5 separate regions of the Mus musculus genome follow, and all the other regions are linked to region 2. The links are chromatin contacts, called in public HiCAR-type, HiChIP or PLAC-seq and promoter capture Hi-C maps. All regions are on one chromosome and are shown on one strand. Each heading gives the region's core, a stretch centred on a gene start, on an enhancer-like site or on the middle of the called end of the contact. The rest is flanking DNA. Distances are from core to core; before and after follow the strand shown. Region 1 overlaps Stmnd1 (stathmin domain containing 1). Region 2 holds the start of Nup153 (nucleoporin 153). Region 3 has its middle 37 kb from the start of Stmnd1. Region 4 has its middle 66 kb from the start of Stmnd1. Region 5 holds the start of Rbm24 (RNA binding motif protein 24).

Region 1 (2,700 bases), core at 29-2,528, 430 kb before region 2:
ATGCTTGAAAAAACAAGAGGTATGGTGTCGGGCAACTGGCATTCACAAACACAGGGGAACTCCCTCCGGACATATGTCTGCCCTCTCTTGGCCTCTTCTCATCCTTCACTGCATTTTCCCTTGAAGTATAAAAGAATAAAGGATGCTGGAAGTGGGGCACCTTTGTTACACTAATTTGGGAGCATCTTAGGAGGTTAGTCTCTCCCCACTTGTCCATGGAATACCTGTGCCCACCACAGCACCTCCCCTTTACCTATTTCCCCCTATTTTATCACTTATGAGGTCCTCTCTGGATAAACACTTTTCAAGCATGTTTGTACTTTGAACTGGGGTCCCCAGAGAAGGCCACACCCATTCATGTTGAGGATCTGGTCTTGAAAAATTGGTGAGCTCCAGGTTTAGTGACAGCCCCTGTGTGCCAGTTAGTTTTATGCCAACTTGACACAAGCTAAAGTCATCTGAGAGGAGGAAGCTTCAATGAAGACAATGCCTCCGTGATGCTAGGCTCTCAGCAATCCAGTAGGGTACTTTTTCAGTTAGCGATTGATGGAGGAAGGCCCAACTCATTGTGCATGGCGCTGTCCTGGGGGGGGGGGGTGTGAGGGTCCTGGGTTCTATAAGAAAGCAAGCTGAACAAGACATGAGAAGGGAGACAGTCCTCTGAATCGGGAACCTCCAGGTCCCTGCCCTGCTTGAGTTCCTGTCCTGACTTCCTTCAGTGATGAACACTGCTGTGGAACTGTAATGAAAAATAAACCCTTACCTCCCCAGTAGCCTTTAGTTGTGGTGTTTTATCACAACAATAATAATCCTAACTAACATACCCTGCCTCAATAAATAAAACTGAAAGTGATAGAAGAAGGCACTCAGCATCCACCTCTGGCATCTACATGTACACATATACATGCATACCTGCACACAAATGTGTGCACACACAAGCACATATACACACACCTGGAGAGGGAACCAGTAAGAAGCTGACTATCAGCTCAGAGAAGGAAGCTCCCAGGTATTTTAAAGCATTATAATGCGTCTTGAAGTGACTTCATTGTAAGCACACACAGGTTGTATGTGACAGAGTCAATGTGTGTGGTGGTAGAGAACAACCTTTGCATTGATACATGCCTGGCTTTCATGTGTTCACAGGTGTTATTGTTTTCAGGTGGCTTTGACCTCAAACTCATGCCCTTGCATCTCTTAGCATATCCTGGCTGCTTTTCACAAACTTGGTGAATTATTTACTAATTCCTCCTGTCTGGTCAAAGTTTATTGTCATCTCTGTTTCTGGACTGGGTCACCTTCACTGTAGTTAAGGACTTTCCATGGCAGCAGAGTTTCTAGTATTGTGTGCTGAGCCTCCTGGAGAGGTATGGAGGAAGCTGGTTGAGATAGGACTCAAATAATATGTCAGTGATCACAGCTAGCAATCTCCCTCACCGAGGGCTTGGAGGCCAAAGAACAGGCTGCAGGAAGCTTTGGCCTCTTCGGTGCAGGAGACTCCCTTAGGAAACATGACCAAGGTGGGTTCATTTGTAGGTGAAGAGCTAATTAGGAAAGCCCTAAGGAGTTACAGCAGTGGATGTAAGGCAGACATGCATGGGTATCTTGGCCAAAAATGTGATTCATCTCTTAGCACCTAATGTTGTGCTCAGGGTTGTCAGTCTTCTGACACTACTCCCAGTGAACACAATTTAACTGATAGCTTCTCTAGACTTCAAGGTATTTGAGATTTTGAGTCTAGACATCTCTGTGCACATGTGAACACCATTAAGACCTGTAAGCAGCACAGTTTCAAAGATTCTGTCTATCTGAACTTCATTTGTGAAGAATACAATTCTGTTTATAGGGGTCTTTTTATTTTGTTTTCTTTGTCTGTCTTGAAGCAAGGTTTGGTATCACCAAGGCTGGCCTTGAACTCACTATTTAGCCAAGGATGATCTCAGTGCTTCCACCTTCTGAGAGCTGGGATCACAGCCATGCACGGCCACGCCTGATTTATACAGTACTGGAGAGTAAACCAAGATCTTCATCCACACTAGGCAAGCACTCTACAAAGTGAGCGACCCCTAAAGCCCGATAGCTATGGAGGTGGTTTTAGCATAACATATCAACATCAAGAAAGGACAAGGGCCCTCAGGGGTACAGTCCATGTCTCAAAGGGAAGCAGAGAATGAAACCAAAGACATCACTTTGGAATGGTCACAGGAAGCACCTTCCCCTATCAGAAAACCCAAACTGCTCTCCAGATCTTTCATTGGCACACAATTTCTGTCAAGATTCAGACTGTTTTGAGATGTCTGGCTTGCCATTCCCTCATTGGCTCTTGGGTTTCCATTTTCTTTCAGTCTTCTGAGAGTGAACATTCCTAATAAGGGTTTTTGTGTGAATTTCAAAGTACCTCTAGTTTGAGCCTCCATTAGCAGGTATGTCCCTCTTTCCAGCAAGTGGCATTTGCCAGCAGGAAGCTTAAGAACCAGCTGTCATAAGAAGAACATAAAATGAGGGCCAAGGGGAACCTGCTTTACAGAATAGCTCAGTTTTCGTGCACTGAAAAACCTCATACTACATAAAATCATCCCAATGGCCGTAAAGAACCGTGAGTTCAGTGAGAGTTTTCCTTCTTAAAGACTTTCTGAGATGAGGCTGGAAAGTTGGCTTAAAGTTTAAAGCATGACTGCTCAACCAGAGGTCCTGGGTTCA
Region 2 (2,700 bases), core at 98-2,597:
GGCTTAAGTAACACCCCTGGTGAGCCCGAAATACCTTAAACTTCTAGAAAACGCCCAGTATTAAAAATATTTGGTGTATGAGATCAGAGCTGAAGAACTGGTCAACTGTAGAGAGTGGATGATTCTGGTCTTCAGTATATAGAGCGGGGTGGAGAGAAGAGAGGGAAGAACCACGCATCAGAGACCAGACGTAAGAGCGGCGAGGGACTTTCAAAACGCCTCAGTGCCACATAACTATAACTCAGTTAAGAGAGGAAAGGATGAGAAGCTAAACCAGTGTGTTCCGATCTGGAAAGGCCAAGCAGACAGACGAGGGGACCGGACTACCATTAATGATTTAACGCGTCTAAAACCGAAATTATTCCACGATATGGGTAACAGCGCCCCCTCCCCAAGTCTCTCCGGGCCGCGGTGGCAGATTAATCTCCCCGCGCACCCTGAACCCGGGAACACAAGAAAGAAAAAGCCTGCCAGCGGATGGGCCTGTTGCCACATCTTTCCCTTGTTCCCTTCGTGAGGTCGTGAGGAATACCATTTAACCCCCAAAAACCCGCCAAAAAAAAAAAAAAAAAAGAAGAAGCAGCAGCAGCAGCAGCAGCCCGAATATCCGAAGCCTGAGATTTCTTTTCCCGCCCTGTGCCCGCCAGGGAAAGCCCTTGGGCGGGAGGGCTGGGAGAGGCCGCTCGCATCCCACGTGTCTGCCGCCAGGCCCGGCCAGGCTCTACCCACTTCCCGTCGCCACCCGGGTCCAGCCTCAGGCCCTCTGGTCCCCTCCACGTGGGGCCGCCGGGTCCTCGCACCGCCCCCCAAAGAGACCGCCCGGAGCCGCCCAGTCGCCACGGCGTACCGGTCCCGTACCTGGTGTTGGGGTCGCCCCTGTTGGTAAGGCTTCACCGGCCCCTGGTGGCAACGACGAGTCCGGATCTTGCCGCCGCCGCCGCCCCCTCCTATGCCTCCGGCTTCCGAGGCCATGGCGGAGCCTGGGCGGCCTCCCACTACCGCTCCCGGGCGGGAGAGGCAGAGGCGGCGGCCTGAGGGCCTCCCCCGCCCGGCCCTAGGCGACACACAGACACAGCGAGAACCGCGAGGGAGCGAGCGGGAACTGAGAGTGCGCGCGGCGGCGAGGAAGGCGGTGGCGGCGGCTGAGGGCCCCGAGGTGGCTGAGGAGCGCCGGCCGCGTGCGGACCCCCGCGTCTGTGTTTGTCACCGTCTCTATGGAGATCTCCCGCCGAGGCCGGCGCGAGCAGCTCCGGGCGCCGCTGAGGCCTAGCTCGACCGCCCGCTGCTAGAGGCTCCTCTTCAGTCGCCCTGGCCGTCGCTGCCGCAGTCCAGGCCGCTGGCGCCGCCCGCCAACCCCTCCCCCTGTGCGCGCTGCGCCCGCCCCACCGCCGCCGCCGCCGTCGTCGTCCCTGCAGTCGTCGCCGCCGCCGCCGCTCTTGCGCCTATTACCGCTGTTGAGGCGGCCGCCCCGGTCGCGAGCCAGAACACCGTCACTCCTCCGCGACCGACGCTTTGCGTCATCACGCTGCGACAATGCGGGGGGGGATGGGTGAAGGAAGGAAGGGTTGGCCGAGCCCGCGCTCCCTGTCGTGGGAGCCTCTGGGAAATGTAGTTTTTCTGGCCAGAACGCGGATTCTCGGAAAGGCAGGCTATAGCGGAAGGACACCCACGGAGCACCGCAGAGGCACAAAGCCCGGGTCATTTGGCGGCGGTTGGCTGCTTGTTTAGATTCAGAAGGGCACTCGACACGAATACTGTAATCTCCCATTCATCAATTATAAGCCGAATGGAAGTAAACAGTAAAATCAAAGAACCATAATGCATCACAATCCGGGGGGGGGGGGGGGGAGACCGCGTTGAAATTAACCGTGGCCGCGATCCCCAGGCCAAAAACAAAGTAGGAAAGGCATTTGGCACTTGGGAGGCAGACACAGGGGAATGGCTAGTTACACATTACCCTCAGCTTCATAGTGAGATTCTGTCTCAACGAAAGCAAAAAATACAACTTCATTACTGTTTCATTAAACATATAAGGGCTTTGTTGTCAACACACACCGTGCTGGCATTCTGAGTTGCTTCACTACTTACAAACTTGACCTTGGATGACTCTACTATTTAAATCTACCTTATAAAGTTGTGGGGAGCTAGTGCGGTCGTCTGTGTAGAGAGCACCCAGTAGATTTCCTGGTATACAAGAAACGCAGTAAATGGTTGCAATTATGACCTATGCAATCAACACACATTAAGGGTGACTCATATATCCCTAGTAAACATATATTTGCTTCAGTTAATATTATAGTTAGGTGACTAAACAATGTATCCTCAAAGACCGGATACACCGTGTTAAAGATGCAGGCATTAGACAAAAGGTCTGTGTGATCATGTGGTCCAGCCTAGTCATTCAATGGACTATATGGAAACCAAGAAAATTTAAGGGGCACCATTAAGGGTATCGATTTAGAGCCTGGCTGGTGACAGACATCTTTGATCCCAGCACTCAGGAGTCAGATGTAGATGGATCTCTGTGACTTCAAGGCCAGCCTGGTCTACAAAGCGTTTTCCAAGACAGCTAGGGCTGCATAGAGAACTGACTTGGAAAAAAATAAAAGAGGGTGGATATCTAATTGGGCACTCAAAGCCAGGACTATAACCCAGGGTTTTTTTGTTTTTTGTTTTTATGAAATAAGTAACTATGATTAG
Region 3 (2,700 bases), core at 82-2,581, 420 kb before region 2:
AATTTTCATCCTCACAGAAATGTCCTGGCAGAGTGAGTGACTGCCCAATTATCCCAGATGACATAAAAACCTGTCATTGTTAATTTTGATTGCTAGTTTGAGTGGATTAAGAAACACGCAAGGCACTGATGATAGATATCTTGTGGTAGGTGGGTGATGTTTCCAGAAAGGATTAACTGAGAGGTAAGGACATCCCTAATTTCAAGCAGCATCCTACCATAGGTGAGAAAAACAGCTGAGGATCAGCATTCCACACAGTCTGCTTCCTGAGCCTCTCAGATGTGAGCCACCAAGCTGCCAAGCTAGACTGTACTTCCAAATTATACAACAGAATAAAGCCTTCTTCATTTAGTTTAGTTACTTCTTATTGGGTACTTGGATGCAGGTAGGGAAAAAGTGAGGAATATAGGAATATAGGGCTATTTTCCTTCCAGTTCTCCAAGAAATGGATATTTGTACCTTTGTGACTTGTCTGCAGCAAGGTCCTTGGAAACACACAAAGAAGAACATAGTAAGGAACCATCACTAGTTACAGCTGAGATAAACTCTCAGGAAGTCTCTGGGTTAAGGGAAGCAGTTTCAAGCCTGCATCATCACTGGGAAGATGTCCATCTCCATCACAACACATTGCATGGAAAATGGGAAAAGTAATATCGTTGGACCATTTTGGTTAAAATACTGTATTGGCAACTGCATCTCACTCATCTCAATCACTGGATAATTACATTAGCCAAGAGCATCTCAAGGCCCATATAAGCTAACTACTCCTGGGATGTAGCCAGAAGAGGAAGAAAGCTTACGCTTTTATTGAGGGACAGAACACCACTACCATTCCTGAAAAAAGAAAGAAAAAAAAACCACTATAACTCTGTTTCTCTCTTTCTATGAATTTCTGTTTTTCATAGACCATTGAAAAACCACACTTTGAGGAAAGGATCATGTACAGCGAAATTCACAAGTGACTCTTCTGATGAATCCCAGTCCACAGAGATCTCTCTCTCTCCCCATTTGCTGTGCACATTATCAATGATCCTTGCCGTTAGCTGCTGGGATCTGTCTCCAGCAGGTGGTGCCAAAAGATAGTTAATAGAAGTCAGCTCTGTGGTTTGACAATAAATACATTTAAAAATTAACTGGCTTTTGCGACGTTTTGCATTTTTCTCTCTTTCTTTTGCTTCTTGCCTGTGTGTTCACGTGCATATGCACGTATGTGTGTGTGTACATGTTAGCACGTACGAGTGTAAATGCATGTGTGTTGATCTGAGGACAATCTCGGATGTCCTTCCCCTTCCATCTTGCTTGAGACAGGATCTCTTCCTCACTGTAGCACGCCTCAGGCTAGCTGGCCCAGGAGCTCGGGAGAGTCCCCTGTTTCTGCCTCCTGTCTCATAGGAGCACTGTGGTGACAGTCCCATGTCTCTGTTTTACATCGGTTCTGAGAATCTGAATTCAGGTCTGCTCACTTGCACATCAAGTTCTTTACCCCCTGAGCCACTCACTCCCCTGGTTCACTTTCTCAACTCCATCCGTGTTACTTGTAGGATGGTGCAGACGCCAAGGCTGCTGCTGTCTCTCACTCTACAGAGACCCACGAGACCTGGAGCTCATGGTCTTTCTTCAGACTTCAAAGAGAAAACAGAAGCGACGGGAAGACGGTACTCACACCCCCACATCCACCCACCTGCCTGTATTTGTGACCTCATTCTGCCCCTTCCTCCCCACCCATGTCCCCAGTGAAAGGCCACCCCTCTAACTGGCCTTCCCTGAACTTCTCTTGAACTCCATTTTCCTTCTTATCCACATTGCCCATCCAGGCCCCCAGCCTGGTCTTTGCTTTACATCTGAATGTACTAAAAGAGTACACCTGGCACAGAGCACCAAAGTTCTTGTCTGCTAATTGTTCTCCTTTAGATACCTCCTGTGGAGTTCCCCTCCACGATTTCATGGAATCTGTTCTTGCTCCAGTCACGACTTGCTGGACCAATGGGACAGCTCTACATCTGCACTGTGCTTGATGGCTTCTCATGCCCTCTTTCTCAAAGCACTCGCTTCCCATGTCCTCTTGACTTCCAGGACGTTCACTAGCTGTCCTGTGTCCTGCATCCGGCGGGCCCCAGACTTATTATTCCAGAACATTTCCCACTGGGCGGCATCTAATGTCTGTCTATGAGTTTATCCTTGGCCAGCTTGTGCATTGCGATGGTAGAGGCTATCCATACAACAGTGGCTCCTTGCTGTTTATGACCCTGCACACATCCTGCCAGGCTTCTCCATCAGCATCTCAATAGAATATGTCTGTAGGACAGCTTTCTGCTTCTCCTAAAGGCTTTTCTCTCACAACAAATAGCAACCAGAAGCTCCCTGTGGATCAGGAGCAAAACTTGATGCTGTCTTTGATTTTGCTCTCATTTTCTCGCCTCTGGGTGTGAGGGTATGTATGTATGGAGAAAACTTTCAGATACCATTCCTTGAGTACCATCCACCTTATATTATTGTTGTTGTTATTGTTATTATTATTACTATTATCATTATTATTGACATAGTTTCTCATTGCCTAGTGACTGACAGAGTGGCCTAGGCTGCCTGATCTATATGCCCAGGAATCTGTCTCTGCTTCTCTCCTGCTGAGATTAGAAGCATTTCTCACCACTCCAGACTTCATGAGTTTTATTCATTTATCTTTCTTGAATGTGGATTCTG
Region 4 (2,700 bases), core at 112-2,611, 390 kb before region 2:
TACATAATCTCATTATGTAGCTCAGACTGGCCTCAAACTCACAGTGAACCTCCTGCCTCAGCCCCTTGAGTATTGAGAAGGACAGACACGTCCCACTGTTAACCGACTTGAATTGAAGTCTACCTTTTGAATGCTTCCTTTTCTTTTCTTCCCCTTTTCCAACACTGTCTTGGTATTTCTTTTTCTTCTCTTTCTCTCATCTTTCTTTCTTTTTTTCTTTCTGGTGTGTATTAGATGCGTGGGTGTGGAAGTGTGTGTAGTGTGGAAGTATATGTAGACTCAGGCACAATGTGAGGCTACAGCTTGACATCAGGACGTTTCTCTGAAAACTCCTCAGAACATATCATGGGTATGTCTTAAGCCATGGGAGAATATCTCAGAAACTGGTTTTGTTTCCTCCTGCTTTATCAGTCCCATGCTTCTAGAAGGATGTATTAGTCTGCTACAGCTGCCATAACAAAATTGAAGTGATGGAAGGCTGCATTGGGTGCTTAGTCTCTCTAGCCAGTGAAAATGTTCCCTGGGTAACAGTCTAAAGATAAAGATTACATCTACATCGGGGCATGGTCAGAAGTTTATTTACTAAGCCCAGGAGGCTGAAAAATGGGTACTGCATAGACCACGTGAGCCATGGACTGAATGGCTTAAAAACCAGAAACCTATTTCTTCTAGTTTGGGAGGTTGTCAGGGTGGATCTTCTGACTTCTCTGTCAGTCTGCTGATGCCTATTCTCATGAGCATGCCTCTGGACAACTGTACCCCTGAAGTCATTGTGTGCATCTTCCTAGAAGAACATCTATCATTTTGAGTTACAATGTACCCAATTTCATTTTAATTCAATCACTGCTTAATCTTCAAACAGTCACATTCTGAAGCACACGGATGTGATAGCTGATCTCCGTTGTCCACTGGGTGGGATTTATAATCACCCGGAGATACATCTCTTAGTGTGTCCATGAGAGTGTTTCCAGAACGGCTTAAATGAACTCTGATTGCAGGCATCGCACAGGGGATTTACAGGCACCGTTCCCATGGGATGCCTGTGGGTCTCATTTCTGTTTGGACTTTGACCCTGCTAACTTTCTATGGTCTCTCCAGCTTTCCCACGTTTCCATCTTTTAGCCTTTCACAGTGCAGTAGTTCTGATGAGAATTTGCCCTAAGAGGCTCCTGTGTATTTGCACATTTGGTCCCTGGTTAGTGGTAATGCTAGGGGGAGGTTGTGAAACCTTTAGAAGACAAAGCCTTGCCCGATAAAGTGTGTCACTGGGGGGTGGGCTTTGAGGTTTTACAGCTTTGACCCACTTCCTGTGTGTGTTTCCTGTGCAGGGTTGGGGCTCGGGGACTGGGACGAGGGTGGGAGGTGGACATGTGATCTGCCAGCTTCCTGCTCCTGCCACCTTGCCTGCCTGCTGACACTCTTCCTGTGACTATTGCCCTACTTGTCTTCTCTACCACGGTGGATTCTGTTTCTCCTGAAGTACAGGACAAAACAAGCCTGTTCTCTTATAAGTTGCCCTTGGTTATGGTGTTTTATCACAGCACCAGAAAATGTACTGATACCTGTAGTGTTCATACTGTGAACCACAGCCTAGGCGATTTTATTTGGTAAATGTATGAGCCTTTGGAATCTCATTCACTTTCCCCCCTCAATAGGTGTGGTCTCTGTTATCTTATTTGTTAGCATATGGAAATGGAGCAATGGAGAACGTCTGAGACCTGAGTACTGAGTTCCAAACTAGTGGTTGAGCAAAAGTCCACTCAATAATTTTGGAAAGATGAATGTTCCGGAAGGTAGGAGGAACAGAAAGGCCCCGCTGCAAGGGCGGTGGCCAGTTCTGCATAAATGTAGGTAAATAGCGGATGGGAACAGCCACCGAGGTAACTTCTGCATGAGGGACAAACTGAAGCCTACCTGAGAGCCTAGAGACAGGTGACACAGACAATGACAGCCAATCAGTAGCTGCCACGTGGAGGACACAACTACTTGAGACCAATGGGACACGGGTGGAGGGTATAAAGAGCGCTCCCAGAGACTTAATAAATGAGCTTGCTGACACATTCTCACCTGCTCCCAGAGTCTGAGCCATTGGTTCTGTAACCTTCTCACCCACTGTTCCCAAGGGGGCCACTAGACAGGATGGAGAACTCAGATAGTCATAGTCAAATACTCTGGTCTTTTCCACCATGCATGTCCCTACTTTGGGACTTCAAAGTTAAGAAAGTTACCACCATCATTCAGAAATTAAATGTAAGATATACCATCTGGTTAGAAAAGTATGTCAATATTTCTAAAACATATGCAGCAGGAATACAGATGAAATTAACGTGAATCTTAACTTTACTTTAACCCTGGGTTGTGTTTCTCTGCGCTACTAAAGCAAGCTCATCACACTAGAAGACCTGCCTGGGTGCCACGCATGCTCATTAAGAGCTTTTTTTTTTTTTTTCTGGTCATATCTAAGGACTTGAACCATGGAAAGGCCAAACCAGCCTTAAGTCATAGCCCAGCAAAGGAATTGCCTTTCCATGTTTTTCTCCACCTCAGTCTGTTTCCATAACCAATCTCATGCTTTCTACTTATAATGCCCAAGAAGTGAAAAACACTAAAACTCCTTGTCTGTGGTAGTGACTGCCATTTGTGGAAGAGACCTGTTGCTACCAACCACCCCAGCAGCGTGCTCCTCTTTGCTGTGTGATC
Region 5 (2,700 bases), core at 124-2,623, 310 kb before region 2:
ACACCACATTCTTCATTGGCTGGGGTTGACAGCTAAGGTGCCCTGGAAAGTAACTGGGGTATGTCTGTGGGGCTCTATCGGTTAATACACTGACCTGTTTAAAAGGAAATAAAAGATGTAGCTCAGGGGCAACTAGTGTTGGGACTACACTGGCCTCTCGGAGCAAAACCCGCTTGTGCAGTGAGGGCAGAGAGTGAAATGTTCTGCTTACATTAAATACTTTCATCGGGGGCCTGGGGATGTAGCTCAGTCGGCAGAGTGCTTGCCTGGCAGGAAGGAAGCCCTGTGCTCCTTCCCAAAGCTTCCCATAAACCCAGAGAAGGGGCACATGCCCGCAGTCCCAGCATTCAGGACTCTGAGACAGAAGAATCAGAAGTTCAAATTCAAAGTAATCTTTATGATACACCGGAAGTTCAAGGACAGCCTGGGATACACAATACCCTGTCTCAAAATAAGGGGGAGGGGTATTTTAATCTAAACCTTAAATATGATGGGCTGATTTCAAAGCGTCATTAATTTAAAGCCCTATTGAGCATAAGAACTGCCAACGAGCTGGCTTAAATTAATAAACATATACTACGTTTAGTGTATTCTATCTATGCTTCCAGAATTGCTGGTAGAAATCCATCGTTATGTAACAGCCCCCACCCTTTTAAAAGAAATCATACTTTTTACAATTATATCCGGATAAATAAATGAGGTCAATTCACTAACCGTTCTGCAATTCAAATAGAAGGAAATAGATTCTTTGCTTAGTGGGGAAAAAAAAAGGCGGAGGTGGGAGCGACTTGTGTTGAGACAGACATTGTACCCATCTTCCTGAATAACTAAGTTAGGCAGGAAGCACAAATTTGATGATCGTGGGAGGTACAGTACTAATTCATGGTCCTCTGCAGTAGTCAGCAGGGCCAGATGAATACAGACACCCTTTGCTAGCTGTGAGCCATTAAAGCCAAAGTTTTTCTCAAGCATTCCCAAATGCTAGGGGCTATTATTATTATTCACCCCACCACATAACATCCCTGGGGCTCTTCCTCTTGGTTACCCACAGCACCAGCTTTTGGGGGCTAAGAAAACTTGAGAGTTCTTCTCACGGTTCAGACGCTAGAGACAGATCTCCTTGGTCCCAGGTGTTTGGGAGGGGACTGGCCTCTGTACAAACCACCCCAGGCCCCGGGGGACTCTCAAGTCAACTGGTCGTGCCAGCGAGGCCTAGCAAGAAGCTAGCGTGGTCTGCTTCGGAGCGTCAATCAGCTCACTCTGGGTCCCTGCGGGAATCGCCAGGGGTCTTTGCGACTTTGACCAGTAGGAGCAGGCAACAACAGAGCCAGGCCGCCTCCAGCCGTTTCCAACTCTGCCCCAGCAACAGCGCCAGAGCCCCAGCCAGGCGACCCAGCGCCCGCGCGCGGGGAGAGAAGCAGCTGTTCCCAACAGCTGGGGGGCGGCGGCGCCGGGCGCCCCAGGTGCTGTCCCGGCCAATCGCAGGCGTCCGGCCCGCCCCCTCCCCAGCCGGGCGTCGACCCCCAGGGCCGCTGGGGAAAAAGGAATAGAGGGTTGGAGAGCGGTCCTCCGTCCGCACTGGTGTGGCAGCTACTAAGCAGAAGGGACGGTTCCCAGACCGAGCCGGGCCCAGCACCGCGCCCCCAGCTGCCACCTCCGCGCCCCCGGGACACGGTAGCCTCTGAGCCAACCCCCATCCCACTAAGCCACTCGATTTTTTGAGAAAGAACCATCTACCTCTTCTGGACTTGGAGACCACCACCCTCTCTGCATTTAAGAAAAAAAATATTTTTATTTTATTTTTACTTTCACGCGGCGTGAGTGCAAAAGGCTCCCACAGTCCGCGGCTACGGAGCTGGTTACCCGGACGATCCGGAAGGTCTGGACAGTGACCGGACGCGGGGACTGGAGCAGAGCGCCTGGGCGAGTGTCGGGGACAGTGGGCCACTTGGGAAGCCGCGCGCCCAGCGCCCACGCCGCCCCCTCGCCCCCGCGCGCGCCCTCGGCCCCCGGCGGCCGCCGCGCGCTGCGGGAGACGCGGAGCCCGAGGACCAGGCGCAGCCGCAGCCGCAGCCGGAGCCCGAGCCGCGGGGCGGGCGCGAAGATGCACACCACCCAGAAGGACACGACGTACACCAAGATCTTCGTGGGAGGGCTGCCCTACCACACCACCGACGCCAGCCTGCGCAAGTACTTTGAGGTCTTCGGAGACATCGAGGAAGCGGTGGTCATCACAGACCGGCAGACCGGCAAGTCCCGGGGCTACGGATTTGTAAGTTACGTGGAAGAAGGACTCAGGGTGGGTGGGGAGCAACTAAGAGAGGTCCTGGCCAAAGCGATCAGGCCAGCAGGGAGCAAGTGGCCCCAGGCCCTGGGGAGGCAGAGATTAGGATAAGGGGCACAGTGGGACCTCGCGGGACGCCCGTTCACTCGGAGCTAAGCTGAAACTTTAAGTGCGATGGGGCTTGGAGAAACGAAGGGCCGTGGCTGCCTCGTGGGGTACAGAGAGGACCTGAGGCCATGCTCTTTCGGTGGCCCCGAGAGCCTGGGAAGGAGAGATGGGAGATGTGGAGAGTTGGGAGGGAGGAAGCAGAGCCCCTCACTGTGGATTCCCAGGTTGGAGGCTGGTTGTTAAGTGAGCTGGTGCTTTGTTTAAAAAAGAAAAAAAAAAAAAAACAGTGTGTGTGTGTGTGTGTGTGT

Evidence for each region. Promoter capture Hi-C pulls out the DNA fragments that hold promoters and counts their contacts. HiCAR-type assays count read pairs that join an accessible place to other places. HiChIP or PLAC-seq counts read pairs in DNA pulled down with a chosen protein or histone mark.
Region 1: a HiCAR-type map of kidney shows a contact between it and region 2, with 3 times the contacts expected there. The contact joins the enhancer-like site here to the promoter of Nup153 in region 2. A contact is called at or near these places in 2 of 39 promoter capture datasets (cranial neural crest and frontonasal cranial neural crest), 1 of 484 Hi-C or Micro-C datasets (cortical neurons) and 18 of 115 datasets of contacts at active chromatin or transcription factors (the SCID.adh cell line, bone marrow-derived dendritic cells, bone marrow-derived macrophages and 13 more).
Region 3: a promoter capture Hi-C map of hippocampal neurons shows a contact between it and region 2, with 6 times the contacts expected there. The contact joins the enhancer-like site here to the promoter of Nup153 in region 2. A contact is called at or near these places in 14 of 39 promoter capture datasets (the 3T3-L1 cell line, 3T3-L1-derived adipocytes, the HPC-7 cell line and 8 more), 1 of 15 datasets of contacts at CTCF or cohesin (CD8 T cells), 4 of 484 Hi-C or Micro-C datasets (cortical neurons, forebrain and uterus), 32 of 115 datasets of contacts at active chromatin or transcription factors (CD4 single positive thymocytes, DN3 thymocytes, the SCID.adh cell line and 23 more) and 1 of 9 other capture datasets (pancreatic islet).
Region 4: an H3K27ac HiChIP or PLAC-seq map of acute myeloid leukemia shows a contact between it and region 2, with 2.9 times the contacts expected there. The contact joins the enhancer-like site here to the promoter of Nup153 in region 2. A contact is called at or near these places in 3 of 39 promoter capture datasets (the HPC-7 cell line, hippocampal neurons and pre-B cells), 3 of 484 Hi-C or Micro-C datasets (CD4 T cells, CD8 T cells and effector CD8 T cells), 20 of 115 datasets of contacts at active chromatin or transcription factors (CD4 single positive thymocytes, the SCID.adh cell line, T-cell acute lymphoblastic leukemia and 17 more) and 1 of 9 other capture datasets (liver).
Region 5: a promoter capture Hi-C map of pre-B cells shows a contact between it and region 2, with 2.8 times the contacts expected there. The contact joins the promoter of Rbm24 here to the promoter of Nup153 in region 2. A contact is called at or near these places in 8 of 39 promoter capture datasets (cranial neural crest, embryonic stem cells, frontonasal cranial neural crest and 5 more), 3 of 484 Hi-C or Micro-C datasets (the HL-1 cell line, cardiomyocytes and myocytes), 3 of 115 datasets of contacts at active chromatin or transcription factors (astrocytes, embryonic basal ganglia and memory CD8 T cells) and 1 of 9 other capture datasets (pancreatic islet).

Annotation. Positions count from the first base shown.
Region 1 is chr13:46,293,328-46,296,027 of GRCm38.p6, forward strand. The region is part of intron 3 of Stmnd1 (stathmin domain containing 1); the gene reads left to right. Among named protein-coding and RNA genes, the nearest start is that of Stmnd1, 21 kb to the left of the region's middle. Within about 2 kb of position 1,279, at least 5 of the 459 cell types and tissues checked have an H3K27ac peak or open chromatin away from gene starts, as enhancers often do. A contact at or near this core is called in intestinal villus epithelium and kidney, where this site is marked.
Region 2 is chr13:46,726,502-46,729,201 of GRCm38.p6, forward strand. Nup153 (nucleoporin 153) reads right to left here and starts at 1,348. Exons shown (of 22, transcript NM_175749.2): 1 at 859-1,348. The coding sequence starts at 972. The region is part of intron 1 of Gm46412 (a long non-coding RNA gene); the gene reads left to right.
Region 3 is chr13:46,309,815-46,312,514 of GRCm38.p6, forward strand. No RefSeq gene overlaps it. Among named protein-coding and RNA genes, the nearest start is that of Stmnd1, 37 kb to the left of the region's middle. Within about 2 kb of position 1,332, at least 15 of the 459 cell types and tissues checked have an H3K27ac peak or open chromatin away from gene starts, as enhancers often do. A contact at or near this core is called in cortical neurons, double positive thymocytes and hippocampal neurons, where this site is marked.
Region 4 is chr13:46,338,815-46,341,514 of GRCm38.p6, forward strand. No RefSeq gene overlaps it. Among named protein-coding and RNA genes, the nearest start is that of Stmnd1, 66 kb to the left of the region's middle. Within about 2 kb of position 1,362, at least 85 of the 459 cell types and tissues checked have an H3K27ac peak or open chromatin away from gene starts, as enhancers often do. A contact at or near this core is called in CD4 single positive thymocytes, CD8 T cells, the HPC-7 cell line and 8 more, where this site is marked.
Region 5 is chr13:46,416,927-46,419,626 of GRCm38.p6, forward strand. It overlaps Rbm24 (RNA binding motif protein 24), which reads left to right and starts at 1,374. Exons shown (of 4, transcript NM_001081425.1): 1 at 1,374-2,272. The coding sequence starts at 2,105.